Regions from separate parts of the Sus scrofa genome. Here regions 1 and 3 are each linked to region 2. The links are chromatin contacts, called in public promoter capture Hi-C maps. All regions are on one chromosome and are shown on one strand. Each heading gives the region's core, a stretch centred on a gene start, on an enhancer-like site or on the middle of the called end of the contact. The rest is flanking DNA. Distances are from core to core; before and after follow the strand shown.

What was found. Promoter capture Hi-C pulls out the DNA fragments that hold promoters and counts their contacts.
Region 1: a promoter capture Hi-C map of fetal liver shows a contact between it and region 2, with 3 times the contacts expected there. The contact joins the promoter of REEP1 here to the promoter of RNF103 in region 2. A contact is called at or near these places in 1 of 5 promoter capture datasets (fetal liver) and 1 of 2 datasets of contacts at active chromatin or transcription factors (alveolar macrophages).
Region 3: a promoter capture Hi-C map of liver shows a contact between it and region 2, with 4 times the contacts expected there. The contact joins the promoter of MRPL35 here to the promoter of RNF103 in region 2. A contact is called at or near these places in 2 of 5 promoter capture datasets (fetal liver and liver) and 1 of 2 datasets of contacts at active chromatin or transcription factors (alveolar macrophages).

Annotation. Positions count from the first base shown.
Region 1 is chr3:58,433,898-58,437,819 of Sscrofa11.1, forward strand. It overlaps REEP1 (receptor expression-enhancing protein 1), which reads left to right and starts at 2,429. Exons shown (of 12, transcript XR_002342544.1): 1 at 2,429-2,590.
Region 2 is chr3:58,158,920-58,162,666 of Sscrofa11.1, forward strand. RNF103 (E3 ubiquitin-protein ligase RNF103) reads left to right here and starts at 2,168. Exons shown (of 4, transcript XM_005662399.3): 1 at 2,168-2,854. The coding sequence starts at 2,629.
Region 3 is chr3:58,573,092-58,576,774 of Sscrofa11.1, forward strand. MRPL35 (39S ribosomal protein L35, mitochondrial) reads right to left here and starts at 2,019. Exons shown (of 5, transcript XM_003124936.4): 1 at 1,889-2,019. IMMT (MICOS complex subunit MIC60) reads left to right here and starts at 2,084. Exons shown (of 13, transcript XM_021087287.1): 1 at 2,084-2,276. The coding sequence starts at 2,232.

The sequences.
Region 1 (3,922 bases), core at 1,179-3,678, 280 kb after region 2:
ACCCCCCCCACCAGTCCTTGAGTGAAATCTGGTTGGTCCTACTAGTTTTCTGGTCCTCTTCAGATAACAGAAAGACCTCCAGACATTTTTTTTTTTTATTTGGTCTTTTGTTTTTTGCCTTTTTAGGGCTGCACCGGTACATATGGAGTTTCCCAGCTGCCAGCCTATGCCACAGCCACAGTAATGCAGCATCTGAGCCGTGTCTTCAACCTACACCACAGCTCACAGCAATGCCAGATCCCTAACCCACTAAGCGAGGCCGGGGATCCAACCTGAGTCCTCATGGATGCTAGTTGGGTTCGCTAACCACTGAGCCACAATGGGAACTCCCTCCAGACATTTTAATTCCATGAATAGTCTCACTTCATTCATTTAAATGTCCAGGTGTGTGCAGTAGTCAAACCTGAGGATTCCATTTATAAGAATAAGGGGGCATCTCCAGAGAGAAATGGCATGGGATCAGCTTCTCTCATTTCCCACCAAAAGGATTTCTTTGAAAACCCCCCCCGCACCCCCGCCACCTCGCCTTGCTTCCCTCCCACCATCACTAACAGCATTTTGGACCTGGGGGTGGGGGAGGTCTTAGAAGCATCCTATTTGCTTGGTACTGTCCAGATCTGCCTAGGTATCCCAAGGTTCTGTCTGTGGGGTATCATTTTAACCATCTTACCTTGAGGAAGTTATGGTGAGGCTGAACAACAGATCAAGAGAAAGAAAGCAGCAAGTGTTACAGTTCTGCTACAATCACAGCTCCCTGGGTGGTAAACAAGCCAAGTAAACACAGCATGCCTGGTAAACACTGTCAACACAGGGGTAAACAAGGCAAAGGGGCAGAGGGGAACTACAGTTTAGGGGAAGGAAAAAGCAAGGGAGGATAGGCAGGTTCAGGATTGGCTAATTTGAGTAATTTAGTGGGCTTGAGGGCAGAGGAGCTGTCCCCAGCTGTCTGATAACTGGCCCTGGGGTGATAAGCTGGGTATATGGTGGCCTGTGTGAGCTCCTGATAAGGCAGTTGGTGGGGTGTGAACTTAAGGGGCTGTGTACGAAGGGGAACTGACTGCTCCCTAGCCTGGGCCTCAAAACTGGTCAAGACAGCATTAAAAAAAAAGAGAGAGAAACAAAACTGAATTACAGGGATTTTATAGGTTCTTTGGAGACCACTCATAGGTTATGTCTCAACTGCAGTGTCCTTATTGTGGGCAAGGTCTTTCTTCCACTTGTATCACAAACTATCTCTCTACTTCCTCTGAAGATATAGTCTCGGCCTCTTTCTGCAAGGTCTGAGGTCTCCTTGCCTCTCCCAGGAAGCTAGCTGTCTTGGCCAGGGTTTCTTTAAAGGAGGCTTCATGCTAGCTCTTTCCTGTGCTTCTTGCATCTGACACTGAATTATACATAAGCATCAGCAAAGGAGGATAGCGCTCTAAGAGGGCATCATGGTGGCAGTGAGGAAGGAGGCAGCTGAGGCCAGAAGGAGTGGAAAAAGATTTTTCAAGAACAAGGGAACAACATATCAGGCAGCCCTTATGTAATAAAGGCCAGGGCTAGGGTGAGGAGGGTGAGGCACTCTCCTCAGTGGTGAAACTGAAGGGCGTGCCACAAATGCAGTAATCAAGATAAATCATATTTAATGCAATTTAAAAAAAAACCCACGTAGAAGGTGCGCATTTCCCCTTTTGCCTAAGGCTCCAAAATGGCCCCAGCGTTATACAATTATAGCTTCTAGCTTCCTTCCGGCCAAATCATGCCCCTGAGACACTTCCAAACAGAAAAGCTGGAGGAGTCCTCTAGGAAGGGCTCTCCTTAGTTAATAAATCTGAGCCTCGAAGAAGGAGGCTAGGAATACAGTGTATGAACAGTGGAGAGGGGACACTTGTCTAAGCCCCAAATGCTTAAAGTGAAAAGGGCTAGAGGGATATTTGGGGCGTGGAGGTGGCAAAGAGCTTGTGTGTAGGCAGGGATCAGGTCACGTAGGGACCTTCAGAATTTTAACTAGGGGAGACGCGGGCCCAGATTTGTTTCTTATGCAGATAATGCCTTGTGGGTTAGTTCTGGAGGGGTCAGATCTGGATACAAGAAATCCCTTATGAGGCTAGTGCAGAATCCAGCGAGGGACTATGCCCATCAGAACAGGTGGAGACAAATTCCTAAGGGCCAGTCCTCAGTTTCCCCGCTGGAACACAGAGGATGGGGCAGCCCCCGGGTCTCTGCCCTGCCAATTGGGCCACCTCAGGGTCCCCTGTGAGCGGCGGATGTGCCGGGGGGCGCAGAGGAACCACCCCAATTTAGCTGGGGGCCTGGGGCCAGCGGGGCGGGGCGGGGCCGGCCGGTGCCCAACCTGCTCGCTGCCCAATCGCCGCCGGCCCGCGGTGCCCCGGGGGGCTGGGGCCGCCGCCGCCGCTGCCGCCGGAACGTGCCGCGGCTGCGCCGACGCGCGAGCGCCGGGCAGGGCGGCGGGCGCGTTCAGTCTGGCGGCGGCGGCCGTGCGCTGACGGACGTGCCCGAAGCGCCGCAGCCGCCCGCAGCCGAGCCCGGCCGCGCCCGCCCGCTCGCCCCCCGCCATGGTGGCATGGATCATCTCCAGGCTGGTGGTGTAAGTGGCCTTCTTCCCCGCGTCCCTTCCTTCCTTACCCCCTTCTCCGCCCCCGGCCCCCGGGGCTGCGCGCGCCCCTGCAGCGCCGGCCCTGGTGGCTCCGGCTATTAATACCCGGCGGCCGCTAAATTTAGCAGGTACAGTAGCTGCCGAGGGCGCCGGCGAGCGGGCGGCGCAGGACGCGGCTGCTGCCTTGCGGGGCCCGGCCCGGGAGCGGGGGACCGGCGGGCGGAGGCAGCGAGGGCTGGGGCGCACGGGGCTCCGCCGGGGGCCGCTTTGTTCCCCCGCTGGGTGCGCTCGGCCGCGAGGGCCCGAGTGGGCGAGCCGCGGGGACCAGCGTCCCTCTCCTTGGGGGGAAATGTTGGTTTGGGGTCGCCCGTCGCCGCGCCCCGCCACCGCGCTTTTGTCAGGTGAAAACGACGGAGCCCAGAAGAGCCTGGGGCTCTGCCTAGAGGGGTCGGCGCCGAGAAGGGCGGAGAGCCGGAGGCGGGGCTCCTAAGGGGGCGAAAAAAATACTCCTTTTTAGGTTTCTTAAATTGACAGCGGCAAGGCGAGAGGGGCGGAGGAGGACATGTGCGAATCTTGGGGTAGCTGCCTCGCGTCCCCTTATCTAAGTCCTTTGACGGGGATGGGGATTGAAGGAGAGAGAGGGACAGGCATCTCCAGGAATTCACGGGAAATTTCCGAGTGACAGACGGCCACCCTGACCGTGGGGATGACATCTCCCAGGCGTTGCGGGAGAGCGCAGAGTCATCCGGGGCGAGGCCTGTGTGAAGTCATTGCGGGTGGGCGTGGGGGGCGTTTTGCTCTGTCCAAGCCCCAGAGCTGAGTAGACCTTTGCAGAGCTCCTCCCCTCCTGGATTTGTTCTCCTTTGGAGGGAGACAGGGCCATCTCTTACAGTGCCTCTCCTTCCCAAGCCATTCTCGCCTGAGTGGGGACAGATTTGCCACCTGCTAGGGGAGACGGGCTGAAACTGATCAGGGGAGAGGGGCCAGGGAGTGCGACTGGGGCTTTTTCTTTGTCTAAGAAAGAGGGGCTCCCGACTCTGCTTGATTGTGCAGCATCACTGCCCACGTTGTGGAACGTCTTCCATCTCCTACCCTTCTGTCCTGATTTTCAAAGAAGCAGTCAGAGGCAGGGCTTCTGAAGTCATTCTCAGCATTGTCTCCTGGTCACCGTTCTGGACTTTTCCTCTCAAAGACAGTGTGTGTGCCTCTCAGCCCCCAAGTCATTCATTCCAGGAGGGCCTCTCCACAGCTGTTGCTGCCTGCTGAGTGGTGGTGGGGGGTGTTGTGCTGTACCTAGAGGTGGCATGTTAAATATTTAGAAGA
Region 2 (3,747 bases), core at 918-3,417:
AGAGTTTAACCTTGAGGGAACAAGGCCAGGGTGTTGGGGATGGGAGGTAGTTAAAACAAGCAAGAAACGTCAAAAAAGTTAATAACTCCTTTCCAACCAATATTTTTCCCAATTTGAAACTCTGGCCTGGCTGTTTCTATCCTCAGTTTTCCCCACCCACTCTTCTTTTGTGTTAGTGTTTAAGTTTTTGGTCAGTCTTTCCTCACCAGTGAGTATGGTTCTTTGAGGTGAAGGACCTCACTTTCTATGTCAAGATTTGGACAGCAATATCATCCAGTAACAGCATCACTGTGACATGCCCAAGGAATCTGAAATTTCAGAAACAAATGTGTTAGAATGAACCGATTAATCCACTCTCCCACGTTGATCTGCCAACCATGGATACAGCCACATTTCAGCCAATTAAAACACAGGAGCAGAGACCAAGAGCTGGTTGTACATTCCTACACCTCCTCCTGATTCTTTCTCCCTGCCCCCTCGCCTGGCCCTCTAAGTCCTCCTCCGCTAGCTGGACAATGAAATGCCTTTGTTTGCTTTATTTTAAAGGGGTACCATTCTGAGGCTACATTCTCACGGTCCATTCTTCGCTTTCGATTTCCCCTTTGCTCCAAAACTGAGGATCACACCCCCACTCTTCCTACAGCTTTCACCCCTAGTTCAGGACATTTGACAACTTGGCACAATGGCTAACGTTTCTCTTGTAATTTCTGAGTCTTTTTCCTCGTCATCAAGGGGGCTGCTAGAAGCTAGCCTTGTTTATTTTGTGCATGTGGCCCCCTTCTCCCTCCAGACTGGCACAGAGATTAACAGGAGTATGCTCTACTGACGTTGAAAAAATACAGAGCCGAGTACTGCGTGCCCGTCCATTTTACTCATTTTTATGTTCCTCTTGCTGGCCGCTCCACACTCAGGATGGGTAACCAAAGAAAACGCAATTAAACTTTGCATTGGGACATATCCACATTCAGCAACCTTTGTCCTGGGAACCCTGTGCTGCAATATCTGGCTTGTAACACCCCTGAGACTGAAACAGCTGGGGCGGGGGGGGGGGGGAAGGAGAGGGGAAGCTGTTAGGGGCAGGGACCACTGAGCCTAGTTCTACCTTTCCTTTTGGCAATGTCTCCTCCAACACACACAGGCACAAATTACTACATTCTCACCTAGCGACAGAAAATCATTGTTTTCTGTGTTTTACCTCCTATCCCTCAAACGCAATGGTGCCAAAATTTCCCCAGTTCACCAGGACCTAGCATAAACGTACTCTGTTTTTACCCATTTTAAGAGGATAATTAACTGACCAATTTTTACAAAATATACACAAAGCGACACTATCCAAAGTCCAATCCTCAGACAAAACCAATTACCAAACATCTGCAGGGCAAAAGGAAAGGGAGAGGGTAAGCCACTGGAGCCTTTAGGAGTCGCGTCAAGATTGCAGCTCTGTACAGCTTTCCAAGCCCCAGTCTTGGCGAAACTCTTCGCCTGGACTCCTCCCCCCACCCACCCGTGGGCGCCCTCATGGCCCCGCCCCGGCCTCTCCCCATGCCCCGCCCCTCAGCCTACGTCACTTGTTATGTCTCGGCTCAGGCCGCGGCCGCCGCAGGTTCTCTGCTCCGGAGGCGACGGCCGCGGCCTCACGAGGGGGCGGGGGCGTCGGGGACGGCTGCGGAGGTCCGCGCCGCCCAGCTTTAGCGGAGCGAACGCTGCGTGATCGGGAGGCAGCCGGATAGCCGCCCCAGGGAGCAGTCTCGGGCCTATTTTTTGCTTTTTTTCCTCCGGGACATCGCCCCGCGCGCACCATTTCCCTCTGCAGACTGTGACGCCCCCTCCCGGGCCGGGCCCCAGTGCCCGCCCGCCTGAAAGGCGCCGCCCGCCGGCCGGAGCGAGCCTGGAGCCATCGCCGCCGCCGTGCCCACCGCGCTTCTCGCGGAGCCTGGGCGGCCGGCGGGGCCTGGGGCCTGGGCGCTGGGCGCGGCGCTGCAGCGGCCGCTCCTCCCCGCGCTGGGCCCCGGGCCTGCCCTGGCCGAGTGCCGCGCCCTCCTGACCGCCGCCGCGGGAGCCCGGCCTTGGCCTGGCTAGACCCAACCGCCTCCCGGGCCCGCTGCCCCGCCGGCCCCGGCCTGCTGCCCGGCCTCCGCTTCTTTTGTGGGTCTGGTGGTGGGTTTTTTTTTTTTTTTTTTTTTTTTTTGGCTTTTCCCCTAATCCTCTTGAGATTACGGTGCTGAAAGGCGGACCCCGCCACCTCGGTTAGCGCCCCGCGCCGAGGGAAACGGCCCTCAAGCTGGTTCTTCCCCGCGGGCTCTCCCTGCACCTCTGTCCTTTCGGTGTTTAATTCATGGGCTTTTTTTTTTTTTTTTTTTTAATTTTTTTCCATTTATTTTTCTCTCCTCTTGATTGGAAGGCCCCGAGGGAGGCTCTGCGTCTCTGCCCCTCCTCGTCCTTTCCTCTCCCCCGCACGAATCGCCGATCCACCTGCCTCCCGCCGGGCATGGCCCCACAGTGACGGCGGCGGGCGCCGGACCACACGCCGACCGGGGGCCCTCGCCCAGGCTGCTGTAAATACACACTCCCCTCTCTACTCTTCTCTTCGATTTCTGAGCTCTCTGCAAAGAGAGAAAGCAGGGAAAGATGTGGCTGAAGCTTTTTTTCCTGCTCCTCTATTTTTTGGTCCTTTTCGTCCTGGCCAGGTTTTTTGAAGCCATTGTGTGGTATGAAACTGGCATCTTTGCCACCCAGCTGGTGGATCCGGTGGCACTGAGCTTCAAGAAGCTGAAGACCATTCTGGAGTGCCGGGGATTGGGATACTCGGGGTTGCCCGAGAAGAAGGACGTCCGGGAACTGGTGGAAAAGTCAGGCGAGTATCGGCCCCCCGAGGGTCCCCTTCCTGGTACCTGGTAGTCCCCAAGAATGAGGCCGTACCTGGAAGGGTTGTGCAGACCACTTCCAGAGCCGACCAGATTTTCTTTGTCCAGGATTTCTACCCCAAAAATATAAATCGCAGTTTTGAGAAGGAGGCTACAATTACGTTGTAGGGGTGTTGGTGTTTCTTTTTAAGGTTATTTTAAAACAACAGTTTAAAGTGCAGCTTCTTAGCATTGTTTACTAAGTTGAGTGATTTTCTCAAAATTCCGAAATGTCGATTACAAACTGGAAAGCATTATTTGTCGCTCGAAATTCATAAATATAAAGGAAAGGCAAAACCTTCAAACGTTGTCTGTAGATAGCAGCATTGGTCACCATAGTAATAGCAAGTTACCCAAAGGGAAAATCATCATTGGAATATTTAATATCAAAGAGGCATTTAGGCCTAAGATTTAATTTTTATTTCTTTTTTCCAGTTTTATTGAGATATAATTGATGTACAGCACTGTACAAGTTTAAGGTGTATTGCCTAATGACTTGGTGGCATGAAATGTTTGTCACAGTAAGTTTGATGAAAATCCATAGCTCATTATCAATGCAAAATTAAAGAAATAGAAAAAAAAATTTTCTGAGATTTAAATTTTTTAAATGAGTTTAAATATAGAGAAAGGGTACACCGTACGGTATTATCTTTTCATACTTGGAGAGCTAATTTGGAGAAAATAAGGTGAATATTTTTTGTGAATGCCTACCTTGTTTTGTTTGTTTTGAAAGAGCTTATTTATATTTTTGTCTGGATTTTTAAAAAAATCCTTGTATCTTGAAAGTAAACTTTTTTCCCTTCTGTGTCACAGGCACTGCCACATCAACTTAAATGAGTGGAGA
Region 3 (3,683 bases), core at 769-3,268, 410 kb after region 2:
ACAAAAAGGAATAAAATAAATTCAATAAAATAACAATTATAAACCTTTTCCATGTTAATACAAACATATTTTTATGAAAAATAACTATTTCAAAAAATTAGTGAGAAGAGTGGCATTGTTTAAATTTTTTTTTTTTTTTTTTTTTTTTTTTAGGGCCACACCTGCACCATATGGGGCTAGGGGTCCAATCAGAGCTGCAGCTGCCAGCCTATGTCACAGCCACAGCAACACCAAATCCAGCCGAGTCTAGGATCTACACCACAGCGTGGCAACGCTGAATCCTTCAGCCCATTGAGTGAGGCCAGGGATTGAAACTGCATCCTCACGGATACTAGTCAGATTCTTTTTTTTTTCTTCTGCTTTTTAGAGCTGCATATGGAAGTTCCCAGGCTAGGGGGCGAATCAGAGCTGTAGCCACCAGCCTACGCCACAGCCACAGCAACGTGTGATCTGAGCCACATCTTCAACCTACACCTCAGCTAATGGCAACGCCGAATCCTTAACCCACTGAGCAAGACCAGGGATCAAACCTGCATCCTCAAGGATGCTAGTGAGATTCATTAACCACTGAGCCATGACAGCAACTCCTGAGGACAGTCCATTTTAAAGCAAAAAAAAAAAAAGTCATAAATTGCACATGAAGATGGGGATTAAGGACTTTATTAAATGACAAAAACTATAGAAATTAATTTTGGAGTTTGAAATCTTGAAGATGGAAAAGTTGCTAATGATATTGAGGCCCAACGCTGTGCCATACATGGCTGGAGGAGATGTTCATTGACATTGAGAGGTTTATGGCCAAGGTGTTAGAAAAGTCATCACACTGGCGTCAGCTAGCATGAGAGCAGTGGGCAGGGATGGGCTGGCAGGGCTGCCGTTTAATTGTTAAAATTACTAAAAAAAAAAAAAAGTGGGCGACTGCTCTTGAGGCTAAGTGATGGCAATGTGAAATATCAAGTATAATGTAATTACAAAATTATTCGGAAAAGCAGTAAACCTATACAAACATAAGTAATCATTTGATTTTAGATAATTTTATTTTTCTGTTTTTTGGACTTTTAGGGCTGCATTGGTGGCATATGGAGGTTCCCAGGCTAAGGGTCTAATGGGAGCTGTAGCTACCAGAGCCATACCAACGCCAGATCCCAGTCTGTGATCTACACCGCAGCTCACAGCAACGCCGGATCCTGAACCCACTGAGGCCAGGAATTGAACCCGCAACCTCATGGTTCCTAGTTGGATTCGTTTCCGCTGCGCCCCAACGGGAACTCCTTAGATAATTTTCAAAGTCACTTCTTTACAAATGGGATTCAGTAGCGTTGTCTACCGCTAGGGAGAACTACAATGAACTATCTAGTTAAGACTTGAAGTACCTTACACACGCAATAGATAAGTTATTTAGTTTCTATGATATTGTGATAAGATCATTACTAGTACTAATAGTATTGAATAGTGTTCAATATTTAACATATGTTTCCGTGATTACAGAATCGGTGGAATGCTTTGAACAGTGTTTCTGCACTGACTTCATCTCACAGATTGTGGCCAAAATTATCTTTTTAAAATACAAACTTGGTGGAGAAAGCAGTGTGGTTTAATATGGAAGGAGTAGAGACTGTGGAACCTGAAGAATCAGGGTCCCTATCCCTTCTCTGCTATTTATTAGATACATGAACAAATAATTTTGCACAAAGGTCTCCTCAGTGTTCTCTCACCCAGCCTCTCAAAAGCATGACTCCCTGAAGGACTGTCAAACAAAACAAACGCGGAAACCGAGACACTACCGTCGTTTACGTAACTTTGGGCAAATCCATTCCTTTCTACGAAATATCCAGCCGACGGAAAAGGCTGAGCCACTTTCCTGCTAGAATTCTCCGAAGAATCACACCTGCTCAGTTTTCGCAGGAACCGAAGCCCCAGTTTCCGACGTCCTCCAACCGGTTCAGTTCACCTAGTACCCTGGGCTTCCCGCTACAGACCAGAACCCGAAGCGCAACCCGGAAAGAGAAAGCGCCCTTTCCGTCCCGACAGAGCCCAGCCTCTCGGAGGGGCTTGGACAGGGGCAACAGGAGGTTGCGCATGCGCAGTGGCGGTGGCTGCCCTTCCGGTACGCAGGGCGCGGACAGGCGGCACGGACGCAAGCACGCTTGCGCGCGCGCACGGTCTCCCCTTCTCGCGCCGCCGCCGCCCCTGCTCTCACTTAGACCCGCAGCGCCGTCCGCCGCGCCGAGATGCTGCGGGCCTGTCATTTATCCGGCGTGACCTCCACCGCCCAGGTAAGGATCAGGGCGCCGGAAGAGAGTGTGTGGTGACGGGCAACCTACTGAAAGTGGGGGAGGCTTTGTCTCTGCCTAGGCCCGGGGACAAAGGCGTGTCTCAGGGCCGCCTTTATCGCGAGAGTGTCGGGTGGGCCCGTGAAGCAGTTAATTCGGGAGTTTGCCAGACTGGGATGACTTGAGGGTTATTGCTGAGCGGGATGGGGCATGAGGAGAAGGTGGCGGGGAGGCGGGCATAGGACGGGAGGCACGGCCTAGGGGACGTGCCATCCAATCAGCCCTGCGCTGCCCCAGTCTAGGACCAATCGAGGCTACTGGCGCTCGGGTCGCCGGTTGGGCGCGTGATAGGTTTCGCACAGTCGGTGGTTGAAGGTCGACAGGGAAAAACTACACTTCCCAGCAGGATACGCACAGCCTTGTCTTATTGCATCTTAGTAAGGCCGTTCTTGGACTGCTGGAGTCCGCGTTTTAGGGGTCAAGGTTGTAATTATCACGGAGGAGGGATTGCCCTTCTTTTTGTAGCTGAGAACACCTCTTGAGCTCTTCGTTCTCTGAACAAAAATGAAAGGTTGTAGTTTATGGAGCTCGAACTCTTGGTGCTCAAGGAAGGTTAGGCGACATGACCTTGTGCTCATTTCTGAGATTAGCCTGTGTCTCCAGGTGCTGGGACAACTTTGGCACACATTCAAGGAGGTTAGAAACCCAGTTCCTTTTATTTCTGCATGATTGTCAAAGTAATTTGCTAAAATTAAAAATAAAAAAGGTAAACCTATTCCCACTGCTCACAATTAAAGAAAATTGGTATTTTGGCAAAATGTGATGTTGCAAAACAGGTACTGTGACTCATGCAATTGAGCAAAATCCCTAGACATAGTGAGTTAGAAATCATAAAAATCAAACTTAATTTTTTCTTTCAAGTTTTCTTATTTCCCTTTCATTTTAAGGGTAAGAGAAGCAGCCTCTTCCATAGGAAAGTGGGGTGTGTGTTGGTTTTCTATTGCTATATAACAAATGCCACATATTGAGCAGCTTAAAACAAAACCGTTTCTGGACATGAATGGGGTTCTCTGCTATGGTATTGTCCCCACTGTGGTTCTCATTTGGAGCTAAGGGTTCTCTTCCAAGCTCTTGTAGTTTGTTGGCAGAATTGTAGTTTGTTGTGGTTGTAGGGCTCAAGTCTTTGTTCCCTCCCACCCCACACCTCCGGGGTTTAAGTGGGTTTAATTCGGAGCTGCAGCAAGCTGCATCTGCAACCTACACCACAGATCATGGTAACACTGGATCCTTAACCCACTGAGCAAGGCCCGGCATCGAACCTGCGTCCTCATGGATACTAGTTAGATTTCTTTCCACTGAGCCACGATGGGAACTCCCCCTCAGACCCAGATTTAAAGGGTTTATAGGATT